2 separate regions of the Oryzias latipes genome follow, and region 1 is linked to region 2. Evidence: chromatin contacts called from public Hi-C data. All regions are on one chromosome and are shown on one strand. The core of a region is the stretch at or near the end of the contact, and the rest is flanking DNA. Distances in the headings are between cores, read along the strand shown. Region 1 holds the start of LOC101170839 (mortality factor 4-like protein 1). Region 2 holds the start of ddb2 (DNA damage-binding protein 2).

Region 1 (2,700 bases), core at 101-2,600, 150 kb after region 2:
AGCAGATCATATCAAAATACAAACCTTGGCTTTAAAAAAAAAAAAAAAAAAAAAAAAAGGATGATGCACTTACTTTTCTGTTTGTTCTTTTTGGTTTTTCTGTGGAATTTAAAAAAGAAAAATATATAGATAATTTCAAAAACGTTGAGTGACATCAAAGTGCACCACCAACACAAAGAACATTCACTCACACATCATTTTTCTGCGATGCAGCAGGTATTTTCTTATTCGGCACAGCACCCCTCATTCTTCCTTCTACATAATGGTCTCTAAATTTCCAAAAAAAAAACAATACTTGGTTAGGAAGTCAATTATGTCAAATCAGTGGATATTGAAGTTTTCACAGTGCAGGGTGAAAGTTCAGCATCAGGTAACTTACTGATTAGCCCTCTGAAGCTCTTTTTGTTTTTGAAGATTACTGTCCACATACTTCAGCACTCGGCTTTCAGGAACCCATTCGTCCCAGCTAGAAGAGCAGGATTTCAGTCACTGGAAGAAACTTCACTAAGCAGCAGGTAGTAAAAAACAAACAAACAAACAAAAAAACCTAAAACTTACTTTTTGTTCCAGCCACTGTAATGAATGAAGTATTTGATTTGTTTGTCCTTGATGTTTGTTTTAACACACTGCAAAAACAGGCACACTTCAATGTGATCAAAGTGAATCAAACACGTTGGAGGGTCGCATCGTCAAAGAGACAGGCTAACTCCGACAGCCTACCTTAGCTTCGTAGAGCAATGGCCCATGAAAACACAGCACTCTTTCACCTGAAGTAGGAGGGAAAACAAAAAGGAAGTTAGCTTTAGCTGCTTCGCTAACGTCTAGTGATTTAACGCGGTACTACTTGTAACGATTAAAAATATTTATGATGTAAATTAAGCAAATAAAGCGTTTAGTGATGAATCTAGACGCAGTTAAAGAGACATGCGCGGTAAGGTCAATTAGAAAACGACGGGCATAGCGGGAAATTAAAATATCAATACATTAAATTGACAACTTTTGTTCAAACTAATAATTTAGCGACAAATAACATCAATTATTCATTGATAACCACAAGATTTAACTGGATTAAAACATTAAACGCTTACAACAATAAATGCTAATCTAGCTAGCTCCGCGCCGACAGTGTTCTTTCCATAGCTGTGTTTATCCCTCCGTTAGCTTCAGAAACAAACACAGCCAGTTATCCGGACACTCGGACAATAGTTAAGAGGCTACCTTCTTGAAATTTAGGTTTCGGGTCCTGTTTTGGCGCCATTCACAGATTAAACTATAAAAATTTTGAAAAAATCGCCAGCTCCCATTACAGTTAGCAAAGGCGCATCTCACTACTAACGTCATGGTCTGCGCGATGACGCTTAAATTGTGCGACAAAAAAAGACAAGAAAGAAGACATCCCTGGAGTGCACAGCTCTTCGCAGGAAGACGGGCTGTTTGTGTATACTTGAAGTCAGTGGAAGAAGTAATTCGCCTTAAAAAAAGTTTTTTTTTAACTGCTATCAATAAATTACATAAAATACAACTCTTGAATTTGTGTTGTGGACATCCATTCAAACCACCATCAAAAAGGTATACAATTTATTCTGCTACAGCATTACACTACCACACCACGTGTTCCGGTTGATACATTTTGAGAAATTGCTATTTTCTGTTCATATTTGCTTTTGTTCTGGTTACTTTTCTATGGTATTTAAATCAAAATAATGTAGTAAAGATTAATTTGCAAGAGTTAAAAAGATTACTAAGACACCCCCCCTCTTAAATAAAACCTAAAAAACAATAGACACAAGGCTCTAAATAGCCAAGTAAGGCCCTTTCTCGGATCACAAACAGGAAATCATTTTTCTATACTGAGAACTTTTATTTCAGCAAATCTGCATGAAACTGCTGTCTTGTGTAACAGAGGGAAATACTAAGAAAAGCCTTTAAAAATGAATATATTTTGATGAGTGTCAAAACAATAAATTAACACAATAGACCATGTAGCTGTTTTAAAATGATCAAAACCTTCTATTGAGTTACTGACATCATTCAACAGACAGAAACTGAAAATGTTACAATGCATGTCGAGCAACAGTGACATCTTTAAATAGCATTAATAATATAATTACAAAAGAAATATCACAATGACAGCAATGCATATTCACAAATCAAACAAATGCTGAAAATATATATGATAATAAATAATCCTAATAGTAAGCACAAGTTTGAGAAAAAAAAGGAGGCATCCATTTATAAATTCAATCATTTTAAACCTCTTGGCCAAAATGCATCACGTGATTCACTCCAAGGCTAAGCAATGACAGGTTTGTTAAAGGCTTTGCAGATACAAACAGAACATGCTATGCATCCCGTGGCCTCACTACAGAACAGCATAGAACTCAAACCGGTGAGATTTCAGGTAGATGTGGATGGAAACACTTCACTGCTCCACAGACTTGATGTCAAAAAAAAAAGAACATAATAAAATAAAAGGCAAGTGCTACAACAAAAAAGATGAAATGCAATGATTCATCTGTATTAAGAGAACAGTCATACCATTTTATTTTAAAAGAAAAACTAACTTCAAGAGGCGCAGAAACTAGCCTTTTCTTAAAAGTGGAACAGAAACGTGGTAAATGGTCATTTAATTGTTCTTGTACACAAGAAGATTAATAGAGAAAGTAAACTGCTAGATTTAAAATGAAAATGCTAAATTTT
Region 2 (2,700 bases), core at 158-2,657:
AGAAGAATGAAAAATGCATTGTCAAGTCTATCTAAAACATATGGTTGTGCAGAGTTGTGTGACGTTTTGCAAGCACGAACACACAAAAAGCTGAAATCCTGAAAGAAAAAAAAATCTTATGCAACTTCTTTGGTTAAAACTGTGCTTTTTCAGGAGCTCACCCCTTGGATGAAGCTTTTCTTTGTGGGCTTTTCAAAGTCCCAGAGAAAGATGTCTCCACCTTTGGAGGCTGCTGCTAGTGTGGTGGGATGGGTGGGGTGCCACTCCAGACAGGTGATTCTGCGATCGAAGGGGCTGGTAGCACCATGGAAATGATAGGCGGAGAGAGAGCGGACAAAGGGCTCCTGAAGACACTGCAAGAGGCAACAGCAAAAAGAAAAAAAACCCAACAACATTCCATCATTTCAGATAGAATATTCAGAATCTGTTTTTAAACCACCAATTAAAAAGAATAAATACAAAAGTCTATAACTATTTTTTTTTTTATCATTTGTGACCAAACTGATTGTTACTATTGGGTAAAATCCATAAAATGCATTAGGGATTTTTTTCTGTTTAGTAAAATTCTTCTTCTCCAATCAAGTCTTCAGACAGAAGCCTAGAGAAGAGGGCGCCTTGTTCATCAACTGGTCTGCCGTCTCTGTTCACTTCAATGCATTGATTTGCATTTGGGTTCCAGATTACACTTGACAGACTAAATCTGTTGTTGGTGCATTTTTATTATTGTTATTTTTAAAGCAGACAGCCCCCTCTTTCTGTCCATACTGACTTACCTGTCTCATCTGAGAATGCAGACTTTGGCCTAGACTGTTCCTGTAAATGTAGTGCAGGATGCTGTTATGGCCATTTCTCCTCTGAGCTGTATGGGGCTTGACAGGTGGACGCTCTGCAGTGAAATTCATTCAAATCAGGATGATGACCTCAGAGTAAACTCATGCAGTCCCGTTAGTACTGCTCACCTGGCTCAGAGGTCTTCACTTCTATCTTTTCCTTTAATTTTTTGGAGAGTGATGCTCCAGAGTCTGCTTCAGTTCTTTTTTTCACTTGACTCTTTGGTCCATTTTCACCTGGTTTCGTGTTCTTCCTTCTTTTCATGTCTGTCAGAGTTCGACGATATGACACGAACAAAACCACTTCTGTGTACTTCTCTATCTTTCCTCTAGAAAACCCCGTAAATGTGCAGTTTACCTGTAATTGTGGAAGAGAACCGCCTTAATCTAAAGTCTATGTTTGCATAACACGGAAGCGCACGTGACTAATGGCAGCAGATGTTTTGTAACTTCAGCCCATGACAGCTGGTGCGCGATAGATGGCGCTGTTTATTTACAAATTCTCCCTTTTTTCAAGAAACTTTATTTAAAAACTTGATACAATACAACAGACTAAAGAAAACGCTACACACTGTGAAACTTGCACATCATCAGTCAACAGTACAATTAAAATGTTTTTGTGTGTGTGCATTTTTAACTGGACAATTTGATGTAAGATTTTAAGTTAAACCTATTTTAGTTAATTATCAATTCTGAATTTCTGAATGGTATATAGTTTTAGCATTTTCCAAATTAAAAATCACCCATTATTAAATGCAACAACAACAATAATAATAGTAATAATAATTGTTATTAGTATTATTAAGATAGATAGATAGATAGATAGATAGATAGATAGATAGATAGATAGATAGATAGATAGATAGATAGATAGATAGATAGATAGATAGATAGATAGATAGATAGATAGATAGATAGATAGATAGATAGATAGATAGATAGATAGATAGATAGATAGATAGATGGATAAACTACACTTGCATCAGGTGGAACTAAACAAACGTTTGATTTCATATATAGCATGCAATGGTGCATTCCCCTGTTTATTTGAAAACATTTTTTTCTGAAAGGCTCCGAGTTATGTCATATTAGCTCAACATGCCTAAAAAAGTAGTCAAATTTGAATAATTTAAAAACTTTAAGACAAGCAACCAACAAAGCTAATCTTTAAAAAAATTACACAAAGTGCAAAACATCATAATGCAGCATGTCCATAAACAGGAGAACAACTGCCATATGAAAATGTATTATGTCGTGTTTCAGCAACAGGCAAAAATAACATTCTTTATGTACATATCAGTAAATTAATTCACAAACCTACCCAAAATGCAACATAAGCATACTAGAATTACAGTCTTTTTTCATGGTAAACGTTCGCTCCTTCTAATATTTGATTAGTTTTCTTACTTTTATAAATTTACTTTTATTTTTTAAAAAAGTAATTGACTACATCGACTGCTGCGTGTTTGCAAAAATATTTTTGGAATTTGGTCAACTCGGAAGTGACGCAACACACTCGTGTTCCTTGTTCTGAGATCCTATTGGCGGTTGTGGGATTTGAAAAGTTCTCTGGCGAGAGGCTGAGTCGGGAAGATTCAAAATTTGAGCAACAACTGGAATCGAAAGTAGGCTACAATGAACAGACAGGGGTAAGTGAATTTTATTAATTTAACTTAGACAATTTGTTACAAACGTATTTATATATCGTGCAATTTGTTGTTACTTCTTGATTCCACGCCTAACTGACAGTTAACGAACTAAATAACGGATTTGATTTAGCTTAGCATAACGTCGTTGCTTAACCATAAGACTAACGTTTGGCTTAGTTGATTATTTGGGCCCCCTTTAAAGCTAACGCTTATAGTGATGT

What was found. A called contact is a pair of places that touch in the nucleus more often than the background predicts.
Region 1: a contact with region 2 is called in a Hi-C map of embryo, with 4 times the contacts expected there. The contact joins the promoter of LOC101170839 here to the promoter of ddb2 in region 2. A contact is called at or near these places in 5 of 5 Hi-C or Micro-C datasets (embryo, fibroblasts and gastrula embryo).

What each region holds. Positions count from the first base shown.
Region 1 is chr6:16,284,052-16,286,751 of ASM223467v1, forward strand. LOC101170839 (mortality factor 4-like protein 1) reads right to left here and starts at 1,351. Exons shown (of 12, transcript XM_023955779.1): 1 at 1,219-1,351; 2 at 721-767; 3 at 559-626; 4 at 380-466; 5 at 192-269; 6 at 74-99. The coding sequence starts at 1,258. It overlaps LOC101160651 (E3 SUMO-protein ligase PIAS1), which reads right to left. Exons shown (of 14, transcript XM_004069608.4): 14 at 1,847-2,700.
Region 2 is chr6:16,132,136-16,134,835 of ASM223467v1, forward strand. ddb2 (DNA damage-binding protein 2) reads right to left here and starts at 1,408. Exons shown (of 11, transcript XM_020704020.2): 1 at 1,189-1,408; 2 at 960-1,097; 3 at 774-886; 4 at 162-353. The coding sequence starts at 1,095. LOC101170342 (kinesin-like protein KIF23) reads left to right here and starts at 2,369. Exons shown (of 22, transcript XM_023955768.1): 1 at 2,369-2,479. The coding sequence starts at 2,466.